Linked DNA regions of Arachis hypogaea: region 2 is linked to region 1. The links are chromatin contacts, called in public Hi-C maps. All regions are on one chromosome and are shown on one strand. Each heading gives the region's core, a stretch centred on a gene start, on an enhancer-like site or on the middle of the called end of the contact. The rest is flanking DNA. Distances are from core to core; before and after follow the strand shown.

Evidence for each region. Hi-C and Micro-C count contacts between places; a contact is called where the count stands out from the background.
Region 2: a contact with region 1 is called in a Hi-C map of leaf, with 6 times the contacts expected there. The contact joins the promoter of LOC112763855 here to the promoter of LOC112766720 in region 1. A contact is called at or near these places in 3 of 8 Hi-C or Micro-C datasets (leaf and an unstated tissue).

What each region holds. Positions count from the first base shown.
Region 1 is chr17:106,147,521-106,155,094 of arahy.Tifrunner.gnm2.J5K5, forward strand. LOC112766720 reads right to left here and starts at 4,167. Exons shown (of 14, transcript XM_025812613.3): 1 at 3,737-4,167; 2 at 779-890; 3 at 271-383. The coding sequence starts at 3,907.
Region 2 is chr17:106,357,700-106,365,273 of arahy.Tifrunner.gnm2.J5K5, forward strand. It overlaps LOC112763855 (24-methylenesterol C-methyltransferase 2), which reads right to left and starts at 3,917. Exons shown (of 3, transcript XM_025809411.3): 1 at 3,778-3,917; 2 at 1,679-3,482; 3 at 508-916. The coding sequence starts at 2,789. The coding sequence ends at 1,695.

The DNA.
Region 1 (7,574 bases), core at 2,917-5,416:
ATTGATATATAATTTTAAAATTAAAATTATTTTAGTAGTTTTTATTTTTTAAAGAGAGATATTTACATGTGAATTTGTGATCTTAAAAAAAATATTAGAATACAATCAAAATTTATTATTTTTTGTCTATCACTTTTAACTATTAATTTAATTCTTCTAGTTTAATAATCTAACAAAATACTTTAACCTATTTTTTTAAACATTATGGCTAATTCTACCATTCCTCTAAATGAATCTAAGCATGTGCACGGAAAATAGCAAGAAAAGTACCACATAAGCCAGGGCGAGGCAAGGAACGCTTCCGTCGCAAACCATGGAAATGAGAATCTTAAAGACATAGTATACGTAGAAAAATTCTTTCGTCCTGCTATAAGATAATATACCTGTAAAATTGTCAACACCAAATTATTATAAATGAAATCATTAAGGCCACATGTTTATGCTTTTTATTTTGTCTTTATTTACCAAGCAATTCTCATATGGCAAAAAAATTAGAATAGATTCTCTCAATTTTTTGTAGCAAATAGTATTGATAAAATGTAATTTTTAATATATATTCTTTTAAATATAATAAAAAATATGTGGCAAAAGATGTATAATAAAAGATTACACTAGAGAAAAAAAATTAAAAAAGTTCATTTATCAAAAAAAGATAATACATGTCGTTTAAAAGTTATAAATGCTTCTATAATTTTAAAATATTGGAGCTTACTTTTTAAAAAAAAAATGTTGACTAATTTAATCAAATGCAAACGGAATGAATTTGTGAGAAAGGTACCTATTGGAATAATTGTGAGGATCATGGGCAGTGTGATAATGGTCTTCCTCCCATATTTATCTGAGAGATTACCCAGGAGTGGCATCATCACAAGCGTTCCAAGTCCTACCATCTGCACACATCACATATTTTTGTTTCCCCACAGAAGGATATAAAGTACTGCACATTCATGTAAATGTAAACTACCATACTTTATTTCAAACCATCGAAGAGAGTATATTTTAATACTATATTCTTCAACAAAAGATAGTTTTCTAAAACCATTTAGTGGTAACTTTGCATTTATTTAAAAACTTTTGTTATTGTTATCCTTTCGTAAAAGCAATGCAATGCTGGGTTTTTTTTTTTTTTTTTTTCTGTCAGACAATGTCTGTTTGAGGCACAAAAGGGTACACTGTATTTCACAATTCACTTAATTTTTCAGTTATATTTTTGTTGTCATCTTTTTCGTTGGATCCATTATGTGTTTAAGTTAAAGTTTCATTGGGCCCAATGAGAATTATTGGCAACTTCCTGCTATTGATTGATCCAATAATTTGCCCAATTCATACAGGCCACAGAAAGTGACAAAAATCACAAAGCCTGTGTGGTACGGTGTTTACAGTGGATGATATATATATATATATATATGTACAGTTATTTTTAATTTTTTATATGAATTTAATAATCGAGAGATGTTAGATAATAATTTAATTAAATATATTAAATTATTTAATAATTATTAACTAATAACTTTATATAAAGACTACATAAAATTTTTTATCATATATTATAAAAAAATTAAATATTTTTAAAATATCAGTATTTTTGTCATTTTAATCGTTGATTTCAATTATTTCATATCATATATATTTTTTATCATCGAGATCAATGACTATAACTAATGAAATACCAGTATTCTAAAAACAATTTCTTATATTGTAATATTATAAATGTACCAAAAATAGAGAAGCTTCCCCTTGAAAAAAACAAGGCTCACAATTCACGTATAACGTGTAAGACAAGAAAATCGAATAATTGAAAAGGCCAAAGAAACTGGAGGCATTAGGAATATAAGTCACAGCGCATCTCACTGAAAAATAGGCCAACAAAAACAAAAGAAAAAAGAAAGAGCTATTGACCAAATAAATAAGAGAAAGTATAGAAAATTAATTTTCAGTTAGTTAATATTAATTACTTTTAAAATTAAAAATTTATGATTTATAGTCTAAATTTAAAATAAATAAAAAAGTTTAAAAAATTAATTAATATTGATTGAAAAAAATTACTTAATAAAAAAAATTAAACTGAGAAAAGAACGGGGGGCAAATGAATACTCCTAAACATGGATGGGAAGGAAGTTTCTTTGGCGGGGTAACTAGGACATGTTAGTTTAAGATTGAGCTCCTAATGAACACTCCAAGACACGCGATGACGAGAAGGAAGTTTCTTTAGTTGAGTAAGGACAAACAGATGAAGGCACACTATCACGTTAACTCTTTCTAAACAAATGTGATCGTCTTATTGAGGTGCAAAAGTCTATTAGAACAATTATTGCTGCCCACTGCCCAATACATTTGAAGTAGGCTACCCATCAATTCATCGACTCAGTTCACATTTAATTTAAAAAGTTGTACAAACAATCTGACATATTCTCTATAATGAATGTTATTAAACAATAATATTTGTTGAACTATTTGTTATCAAGTGCTTATGTAATTTTCACTAGCAAATTATAATCTTTTAATAAATAATACTTTACATGTTTAGTTCATCCTGCATAAAATAAATGTATCCTTTAGAAATTAAAAAATGTTCGAATTTATTTTATTTAGTATTATTAATTATTGTTAAAGTTAATAAATACTAAATAAAATAAATTTTAACTTTTTTTACTAATCTTTTTTAATTATCAAACATTTTTGTTTGTCGATTAACAAATTTACATAGTATCTTTTATTATTAATATAACGTTCAACTGAACTATATTGATTTATTGACTCTGTTCTTTTTTTTTTTTCTTAACATTGTTATACAGAGTTTCTCAAAATTGAAACAAGAACAACACAAAAATCTGATTTTATTTTTAATTTAAGCTACATTCATAGTAAATATTACATACGTAAAGGGTTCTGCAAGTGTTGTGTACTGCATGCAAATTAAATTTCACCTACCAGTCTATCATTACACCTATAAATTTTTCTACATAACAAAACCTCCACGCAGAAAGATGATGCTCTTGTAGCATTTGAAAATAATTAAGACCGGTATGACAAGTATTCACTCAAGTAATATAAAAAAAAAAGGAAAAAAAGAAAAAATACTAAAGAACTAATAGAATTTATCATTTTGGTTAATCCTTAGTTAACAATATTTAAAGTGTGGGATAAAAATATATTATTAAATTATTAGACTAAAAGAATTGGATTGATAGAGGACAAAAACAATTCTATTAGACTGCTAGTCTTTCAGCTTTTCTCGAAAAGAAATTAAAGAAAACTAAGTAATTTTGAATTTCTATATACAACACTTTCCTAATTTGTTGTGAAATGTGATGATAAATGGGGTTTATTTGTTGCTTAGCAGTTCCTATTGGTTTCCTCGCTTTTGACGTTAACGTTTTGCATTGCCAGTTTTAATTAAAAACTGTTATTAGATAAGTAATCAGATTCAATTCTCCTCCCAAAAAGGGAAGAGATTTAAGATTGAATTGAAGGCTTTAAATATCTGAATTAGCAGCTTTGCTTACGACAATAATATTTGCCAGTGGCATAGTTAAGAAGAAGAAAATTGGCTAATGTTTATTTAAATGTAAGACAAAAACAAAGAAAAAATGTTAGTCACTTGACATTTCTCGTTCTGAATATGTATACGCCTACAGCAGAGATAATAACTACCAAGTGCATATGCATTATTGATGAATACTGGTGATGAGGGTGAAGAAAGGAAGAGAGGGAATTATGATGGTTGGTAACTAACCGCTTGTTGAAAACCAGTGAGGTAGATGGCAAGGGAGCATTCATCCTCTCCGGGACAGAGTGCCGCCATGGTTACATCCGTGATGGCTGGTATTACCATATGAGTGGAGAAGTTATGAAGAAAAACCGTCATAAAGAGGTGGCTCAACCCATACAAATACAATTTATCCATAATTATATTATTTTTCTCTCCCACGCACTAACACTATAGTAGAGCCCTTTCTTTATTGATCTCTCAGCTTCAATTCCTTTGATTTAACAAAGCTTCCTATCTGTCTGTCTTACTGGGAAAGCCACCAGCTCTTTATATATCACATTTGTGCGTGTATATTTGTGATTGTGAGTAGGGTCACATAGAGTAGTTAATCACTTCAATTATTAATAATAGGAGCAAGCGTAGTGTATACTTGCGATTGCTTTACGTGAAATATCGCGATTTGCATGTCAAACGGAGACAAATTAAATAAAAAAAAAATATTATTTGTATACTAAAATAGTTACTAAAATTAATCACTATATATTTGTATATAAATATATGTATTGTTTAATTTATTTTTAATATATATTTTATATTTTAACATATATATTATATTAGTGACTGATTTTAATGTATACGTAATATGATTGAATTAAATATACTAAAAAACCGGAAAGGACGACAGAGATAGGTGTTCCTTCCTAATCCTTTTTCTCATGTGGTGCATCAAATCGTGGTGAACTGTCAACTAATATATAGATATAACTAGGTTCCAAAGGGTTCAATAATAATAATAAGTGTTAAAGATACACTTTCTCATTAGTGATGAAATTGATTTTTGAACAATATAATCGCACTATTATTGTTCATTTTAAGCTTCTACTACTAATTGGGCTGTAACTCACGGGGGAGAAACTACATAGGCGACAAAAATGGGGGATGCGTAGCTTGAAAGATAGTATGAAATTTGTAGGATTAACTTACGCCTCGAAGCGTGCAAGTTTGATGCAGTGCATCCATTTTCCAACAGGCGTCCAAAATGGTCAAATTGGACCCCACGATACTTGCATGTATAAATGTATTAGGAGACGTTGGATTAGGAATACATCATGTATACTTGTTGCATGTTTATTTCTTTTGCCTTTTTCAACCTGTTGTATCAAAAGCATTAGATTAGATAGCGTAGGGAAAATAACATAGAATAGAATCATTAGATAGCATTGAGTATCTAATTATTATTTAGTTTCTTTATTTAAAAAATCTAACTTCGGCGAGAGAGGAGTTAGCCATGATGAAAAGCATAATAATCATAATTTAAGTGATTATTCATATAAAAAATATCTTTACATGTAAATGATAATTGAAAATTATAGATGATTTAATATATTTAATTAAATTATTTAATATAGTATTAATTATATTAGGTATAAACAAAAAATTAACTATTAAATAAGTTAAAATAGTACATATATTTATTGAAAATATATTAATAATATATTTATATATATATATATATATATATATTCGAAATTTAATAGATTAATAAAATTTATAAATTTAAATATATTACTCCTATTGAATATTCAAATTCATTTTTTTATTACTATCTTTTTTATTTTGTGATTTTATTCTATATATATATATATATATATATATATATATAGTTCTCTGGTGACTAAGGCAGTAGTGGTCAAGGGTGGCCAAAGATTGACCCACAAATAAAAGGTTAACATGTGGAATGGTTGATTATAATAAGAATCATTTTAAAAGTATGTTTTTGTGAATTACATTAAAACAAGGAGTTATAATTTTCACAAATTTTCAAAAAAAATTTTGTGGGCCTTCGACAATCTAGACAAAAAAATGGGAAAAACTAAATTATAAGAAAAAAACAAGAAAAATATAAATAAACCGACAAAAAATTTACTCAATTTGTTGGTTTGGAATTCAATTAAGTAAATTTAAAAATAACAAAAAATAATAAGATTTTTTTATAAACTTTAAATTAATGTCGTAGTTTCTTATTTTTTATTTTTTTACTTGGTTTCTCATTTTTATTAATTGCACAGTTTTTTGTTTATATCTTTTTTTCGGTGTATTTATATTTTTTTTATTTTTTCTTATAATTTAGCTTTTCTCATTTTTTGTCTACATTGTCGAAGGCCTACAAATTTTTTTTTGAAAATTTGTGAAAACTATGGCTCTTGTTTTAATGTAACTCACAAAAACATATTTTTAAAATGATTCTTATTATAATCAACCATTCTACATGTCAACCTCTTATTTGTGGGTTAATTTTTTGTCACCTTTGACCACTACTTCTTTGGTCACCAGAGAACTCTCCATATATATATATATATATATATAGTGTGTATACATATAATATTTTTAATATAATATACATGAATATCTTAACTATTATTTTTATATAAAAATATTTTTATGCAAGTAGCAATCGAAAATTTTAACGTGTGACTAACTAGTAAGCATTTAAAAGCAAAGATGATGTTACCAAATATGAGACCAATGATAATATTTGTTTGAAAAACAAATAATCATTTTGTTATTCCTTCATCAAAGCTTCCATATCTTATCCAGTTTTTTTAGAGCCCGCTGCTATCTTTTCATCCCAATGATGGGAAGCATAAGTACGATATGACCTTTAATAATTTGGTGACCGGTATCGTATTACAGTATTACTTTTGCAAGTGACATATCGAGCATTGCTCACAGTAACGAAAACTTTGAATTGTAAATTAGAGTGAATTAATCAACTGATCAAGTACCTTATTCGATTAATTACTATATGACATTACTATATCCTAGCACTACTTTTTCTCTCCTTTCAATAATCCTCTTAAGAAAAATATACGTGGGTTGGAATGTCTTATAATTAGAGGGCCATTTTTGAGTACAAGACTTTGTAAGTGATAACTTTTTTTCTTGATAAATAATTGATAGTTTTTGGGTCTGAAAATTGATACTTTGTTTAAGTGATATCAAGCTGCATTAATGGTGACTTTTTTTTTTTATAAAAATGGTGGGTTTAGAAGTTGAAAAAGACAATTCATACACCCAAATATGGCCCACTACCAAGCTTGGGAAAAGGCCCAATGTTCCAAGTATAACCTTGAGACCAAAAATTTGAAAATCTGGTTAAGACTTGAGACAAAGAGTATATATAAATATATAATCACAACCCAATGACTAGCAATAGACCCCTTAAATAAAGCTCATATATATATATATATGAAAAGGAGACCAACTGAAAAATTTGAATCAACTAAGACCAATAAATTACTATAATTATATATTATATATACTAGCGGTTCAATAGGTACTAACCATGAAATTTTTTTAATTTGTGAATTGTTGTTGTATCTTTCTAAAATATGGAACGATTTAATTTAGAGAGTAGAAATTGAATCTTTCGATTTTCGAAAGATATCCAAAAATCAGACCCTCTAATTTTTGTACTCGAACCCTCTAATTTGTGGAAATTTTTTTTAAATAAATAAAATAAATATTTTATTTACCAAAATATACAATTTCTAGCATTTTTATGAAAATCCATCATATGTCTTATCTTGTTTACAATAACAAAATAAGATTAGATGTATCTCATTTACACTGTAAACGAGATAAGAGTGAAAACGACATATAATCACATTTGTACATATGATGTGTAACAACCTTATCTCGTTGACAGTGTAAACAAGATACATGTAATCTTATTTCATTTATACTGTAAACGAGATAAGAGAGGATGCGGCCTATATATATAATTTGTTTATAGCGCCCTTTAGATAGACATTTGTCCTATTTCTTCAACTTTTCTCCAACTTCTACCATTTTCTAATCA
Region 2 (7,574 bases), core at 2,667-5,166, 210 kb after region 1:
AAAAAATTAAATTTTAAATTATGTGTTATTATTTAAAATTACTATTTTCGTATTTTAATTTGTAATTAGATATCTTGAAACCTAATCATATTTTATAATAATAAAATATAATTATAACATCAATTATGCTATGTAAATATAAAATAATCACTTGTGCAGAATAAATCTTAAAATACAAATTTCGAAATACAAAATACACATTAAAAATAAGTTCATATATACTCAAATTTATAGTAGATAATTTGATAGCTAATTTTTTATGTAAACGTAATATTTTTATTATAAAAATTATTATCATGTTATATATATTTCGCCTCCACTATCAAAATTTTTTGGATCTTTCACTAGTTATTATTATTAATGTATTAACTGAATTTTAATGTTTATTATTTATATATTTAAAAATTATATTTAAAAATTATTTATTGGTTTCATAATAAATGATATTTTTAAATTTGAATAATTTATTAATTAGTTTGTACTTTTTTATTTAAAAAAATATTAATATAATGAATAAAAATATAATTAAAAATATTGTTTAAAGAATAATAAAGACAAATAAACCTCTAACCAATTTAAATTTAGAGACAACTACGTCTCTGTCCATTTTTTAACCTTATACGTCAGTAATTTCCGTCGAGTTTTCGCCGAAAAACTGACAAAAGGACCGGATACAGAGTTAGGGACCGTAATAGAACATATTTTTTGTTAAGAATCGTCTTGTCATTTTGAGAAATTGACAGGGACCGAATTGGTATTTACTCGGAAAAGAACCAAAGAAGAAAGGGTGTTAAATGTGATACGCTTTTACTTAACACACGCCTAGGTGGCGTCGTCACGGGAACACGATGAGAGCAAGGATTGGCAGATCCAAAGCAAGTGCTGGCCAGATGTCGTTACATGTGTGGCACGTCAGCTTTCAACAAGGAAGAAAGAAAAAAAAAACAACATAAAAATCGACGCACAACGTGACAAGAGTAAAGGCACACACAAAAAAAAAAAAAAAAAAACACAACAAAGCAGGGCCAGATTCAGATTCAGACCTCAGAAAAGCACAAGCAAGACCACGTTACGGGTACTATACTACGAGTCTAAAGTTATCACTAGTGGTTGCCACCTAAGCGCACGCTAGTGTAGTCATCTAACATGTGCGGGTACAACTCTTATTTCATTTTCAGACTTTCACACATCTACCCAACTTTTTTAACCATCTAATAATCCCATCTAATCAAAATCAAAATCAAAATCAAAATCTTTAACAACTGGCACCCTAATTCTGAAGTATGCGAGTTTTCGGAATCATTCAATCGAATAATTGAAGTGACCCCCCTCTCTCCCCTTAAAATACGCCAGTTAAATCAGACAGTTCTCAACCTCCATCAAAGACCAACCACCAAACAATCAGAAGGAATTCTACTAAATTAAAGGAGACATTAACATGAATTAATTATAAGGCGACTGCTTGAACAAAAAGCTAAAATCAAAGATCTCAAAAACCAAACTACACCGAGTTCACATAAATAAAAATAAGCTAAATCCAAATTGAAATTAAAATTATAAAAAAAAAAAAGAAACGAAGAATAAATTTGGGGATGGTGGTGGCAGCTAGCGGAGGCACATTGAAACAGGTTACCAGGTTTTTCCTTTTTTTCTTTTTTTTTTTTCTTTAACAGAGTACCTGAAAATGATGATGACTAAGATGATGTTGTAGTAGTAGGAGGGGATTTTGGTTTTCTGCAGAGGACCATGTGCATCGGTGAGAAAATCCCAGTGTCACCACCTCTGGTCAAATAGTCAGCGGTCTTGAATAGCATCTCGTGAACATCCACGGTACCCTTGGGGGCAATCCCCAGCGCCGCCAGAACAGTGACCACAATGTGGTTCCTCCAGTAAGCGATCCGACCCATCTTGAGCCGGCTCCACCACGGCTGAGCCGGCGGTTTAGCCAGATCCTGCTCCTTAACCACCTCAAACCCTACCTTCCTAGCCGTCTCAGCAATATCAGCGTAGCTCCTAAGCCCAGGCAAAGCGTCACCTCTCTCGATTCCCTGAATGATCTCCACGTGTTCAGGGTTTTCACCTCTATACTTGTCCGTCGTAACCCACTCATAAGAAACGTAGAGTGCGCCAGGTTTCAAAACCCTAAAAATTTGAGCGTACACATCTTCGAGCTTGGGTGCGTGACAAGTGGCTTCTATGGAGTACGCGCCGTCAAAGCTGTTATCAGGGAACGGCATCTCCAAGAAATTGCCGCACACAACTTCGCAGAGAGAGTCCAGCCCGGCCTTCTTGTTATGGATCCTGGCCCGGTTCACCTGGTACTCGTTGATGGTGATGCCCACCACGTTGGCTCTCGAGTGGGCTGCGATGGCACGCATGGGCCCACCTACTCCGCACCCGACGTCCAGTATTCTGTGACCAGGCTTCGCCTGGATGAGATCGACGGCCATCTCCTCGTGGAGGCGCGTGGCGTCACGGTGGGACTTGCCGGGTATTGAAGGGGAGAAATGGAAGGACTGACCCCAACCCCACTCGTAGATGTCAGTTACGAGGTTGTAGAATGTGTCGACGAAGTCTGGAACCTTCTCGGCGGTTTCGATTTCCTTTGGGCGGCGGAAGAAGGACCAGTATTGCTTGTAGTTGTCTTGGACTTTCTCGGCGGATATGGAGCCGCCGGACAGATCGGTGGCGCGCTTGCCCTTCTGCTCGGCGGGGCCCAAAATGCAGACGAACCAGTAGAGGCCGCCGGCGAGAAGTGCTCCGGTACAGAAGAGAGAGAGCGAATCCATTGGGAGAGGGAAGAGAAAGAAAAGGGGCAGAGAATTTCTCAGCCTACTTTACTTTGGAGGCGCTGGATGTGTTAACTAGCTAGTACTCCTCTCTAGTTAAGTGAAGCGAGACCCTTTGTCTTTCTCTCCCACATATTTATTATTATTTTTTTTTTTAATTTTATTATTCATTTCAACCAAATAGATACATCCTCAAAATAATAATCTCACGGAAAAAAAAACACTAATGACAAATTATGTTATCATATATAGAAGAGAAATTTTTCGAATGGGTAATTTTTTTATTAAACCAAATTGTTTTAGCATATCAGATATTTTCTGCGACCTTATTATATTTATTTATTACTTATTAATTTCAAGGGAAAAAAAATCTTCTGTGTCTTTTGTTTTTGTGTCCGTCCACGTGCTTGGCGCGTGAATTCTGGTTTGTTTTGTTTAATCAGATGAACAACCCAACCCCCCATTGTTTAGGCGATGGTGAAGATCTAAGAAATAAATCTTCACATGAAGAAGACAAATCTAATGGTAATAAATAGACATGTGGCTTGGTATGACATATAGCTAAGTTCCCTCGAATACACCATAAAACTTGTCTAATGTACCTGCTGCCGCATGTTAAACCTGTCGCCGCCGAAGTATCACCGAGTTATCGTGTTGGAGATTGCCTCCTCCGGCCATAACGGACATTGGACCCTGAATAATTTGGACGGCACTAGAGCTTGAGTTTAGCAGCTTAAAGGGGGTGTTTTGAGCCGCCAAAAAAATAAGGAACAAGCAATTTCGAACCAATTTAAATTAGCTGAGTGATTAATTCAATCTTTTGTTTAAATAAATGTTCGATGGTCCAATTCCACCATTTCAAAGCAGTAATTATTTGTCTCTCAACAAATTCTTAACTAGAATTTAAATTTACGAACTTGCAGTGGAGGATGTACCACTTTGGGAGCACTAACGACAAACGTGCAGGCTAAGAAAGAGGGAAACTTACAGCGCCGATGGAGTTATTAACGAGATGGCGCCAGGGTCACGGTGGTGGTTTGTGAGTCATTCTTGACTTCTTGTGATGAGAGAGGAGGAAATTAGGACCAAAGAAGATGACATGATCTTCTCTCATCATAAACACATGGCATACATCTTCAGATTAATAGTGTCTTATAGAAAGGACAATTTTTCTTTCTTGATTATAACATCCACTAATTTTCTATTTTTCGTTAATTATCTTATTTAAATGAATAACTTAGTGTCACTATGAATACTTAATTAATAATATATGAATTATAAGATATTATGGGCAAGACAAGAATGTATAATTCAAAAATTCAATTGTCACAAAAAAATTCAAAAATTAAATAAATCTATTAAACTAAAGTTAGCATTTTAACATAGAATCTGGAAGTCCTAAGATGGCCGCCTCGACCACATGTAGAGGTAATTAGATTTAAACTCAAATTAATTACATTAATTATATTTGATAGGTGAATAACAAAAGTTAACTTATAATCAGTTAATAAAAAAAATTGAAAATCAAGTATTTAAAATTCATACAAACTGGTCATTAGTTGATTTTTATTATTTTTAATTTATCCATTATTGATTATTGATTAATAATTTAAGTTCACAAAATTAAAAATTAAAAATTAAAAAAATGCAACAAACGCAGCACAAGGCTTTCTTCTTCTTCTTCTTATTATTATTATTATTATTATTATTATTATTATTTTTTTTTTTAAAGTTAAGAATAAGACTCAAACTCGCCCGCTCTAAATAAATATGGAAAGACTATATTATTTAAGATATAATTCATTGACATCATTATTATTATTATTATTATTATTATTTCTAGAATCTAAATTATTATTTATTTATTCTTTATTTTTTTTTTATTTATGGGCTAAGTCCATTAACCTTGTCCGGATTCCACAGCTCCATCCATCCATTCTTAGGGATGTCAGTGGAGTGGGTAGGGACGACCGGACGAGTATTTGTCCTATCCAACTTTGTTCCGTCCTCTTTGCACTCTTATACTACCCGCTTCACTCCTATCCGGAGTATTACTCTAACTCGCCCCACCCTTATCCGCTCTTATAAAAAATAAATAATATTTTAATTTTTATATATTCTTATATAAATTAAGATAAAAATTTAAAATTTATATTTAAATTAAAATACAAACATAAGATTTATATAATGTCAAATAACTTGAAATTAAAAAAAGTTAATAATTGATCATTACAAATTTCACACTATAATAAAAAAAAAATCGCATCATTAAATATAAGAGAATTTTCAATTTTTATTCTTGATCACTTTTCACATCTTCATCATCACTAAAGGTTTGAAGGTCAAAATTTAAACTTAAAAATAAAAAAAAGATAGCAATTAATTGTCACCAAATTAAGAAGTTCTATTTCAAAAATAAAACATAATACTCTACATCAAAAACTTATTGTAAGATTGATAATACATACTAGAGATGAGTCGCCAATGTGCAAAACGGGCAGCGTAGCGTCCCCATGAAGACTGTAGTTGCCGTTGCGCTTGATTCATCCTCTTCTCTGTTCATTTCAAGCCTTTAAAAAATGAAATATTATCTAAACCTTCAATTGAATAATACCAATATAGAAACCAATTCAATTAGACACATTTTATGGATTCCCTACTTTGTAGACTAGTTTATTGGCTTTACCGTTTCAATAACTTGGCGTCAACTTTGGCAAATGCTTCCTCTAATACTTCTTCAATGGCTTTGAAATCTTTCTCAACCAATATTAACCCACCTTGTAAGGGTTCAAGACACTCCTTGTAGAATTTCTCCCTATAATTTGTACTTGGCACATCAAATCAACAAATCAGATTATGTAAAGAATAATAATTCAACTCATTACATATCCTTAAATTAATTAATATTGTGTATCCTATGAAAATAATTAACAATGTGTATTAACATAGAACGTGCTTGAGAAACTCAACAAAAACACTCCTAATATTAGCTTTATTATCACTTTTAACAGGATTTGATTCTTCTAAATTTAAAACATTATTATCGTTGCTTGTGGAGTTTCTACAATCAAACACATTAATATATTAAATTATCATATATTATATATATGTCCTTATAATCACTAAACATGACAAAATAGTGAAAAACATACCTATCACAAGTATTGCACATTGTACTCACCTATCAACTCAATTCATTTTCATTTTTTGAACATTGTCAAATTTAATTGTATGATTTTGGGCATGCTTGCCTTAGGTTTTAGTTTGATATCATTTCATTTCTGGATATGGTTGACTATTTATTCATCGGTTATTATTAGAAGGTTTGTGAAATCACCGAAATAAATTTGAAACATTTTAATAGTAGCCAAATTAAATTGATAACGGTATGCACACAAGGATAATTAATTAAAAATCATCTTTACCATAAGACTAGTTTCAAGGCAAAATCATGAAATGCTATATGTACACTTAATTCAATTGTGTTCACACGATAAACATGTAAGCATATTTTTTTGAATAATAACTGATAAATCATATTTTTTTGGTATAGGTTGTTGTTCATTATTTGTCAAAATTTTTAGTTCAATTTTTTTTATAGTTATTTCAAACTGAGCTTCCTGTATTTTTTGCAGAGATGGTAGAGCATGCTTGTGTGATGGCAAATCTACAAAGACAGAGGGGCTCAGAGGCTTACAGACGGTCAGAGACAGAGAAAAAAGGCTCCGGTGACAGGCTCACATGCAATGGCGACGATCAATCTCACAACGACGACGACTAAGCGATGAATCTGTGGAAGAACAAGAGAAGAAATTATATCTTGCAATGATGGAAAGATAGAGAGCGCGAGAGAGCAAGAGAGAGAGGAACTTACGGAGTTGTGTGAGCTGAGCAGCGACAGCGAGGAGCAGCGGGACTAAGCGGTGATGCCAAGGAGTTGTGGCGATGGCAACGAGCTGCGGCGACGGCGCAATGGCGGAAAGGGATGAGAGGCTGAGCTAAGCTACAAGGAGCTTTGGTTCTATGAGGAAGAAGAAGATGACTTAGGAGTTGGGGTCTGATGGTTGGTGGAGGCACTTAAAAACCCTAATCTCTAAAAACATGTATATATTATGTACTCCGAGGCGGGTACGAGCGAGTTTACCCTGACCTCGACTCCACCCCGTCCCAACCTGGTAGATGCGGGTCGGGTACCCGTGGGTTCGGGTATTCCTGCTGCCACCCTTATCTATTCCCAGATCCCCATCGTTACTTATAATTCTTTATTTTTTCATCGCACAGAGAAAGCTCTCCATGGTCGTTGTTGTAGGACTCTTCCCAACGGAATCTCCCATGTTCTTTGAATCTGGAATAAATGAAGATGATGGTGCATTTTTCGATCAAATCTCTCCATTGGCGGTGTCCTCAAGGAAGCTCCGCCGTAGAGGATTGAGAGAACGAGCTCTCCACACAACCTTTTCTCCGCCAGTACTTTAAATTCCGATAATACTTCCTTCGGTCCTTGCTTCTTCGGCTATTGTTGTTTCTATTTTGCTGCTCATATCTTCATCAACGGTTATCTCTGTAACACCCTAATTAGCCTAAGCTTTACCTCGTATCGTAAAGTAAAGGTTAATCAAAGGTTACGACAGTTCTAAACTCATACATATAATATATATAGAAGAAAATAATATAATCTAGAAGCCCGATGAATGATATAGCTCAAACACAGGATTTGAAAAGCGCAAAACGTACTAACAAAACTACTAACTTAAAGCACAAGATATAGATAAGATATAGCAAAAG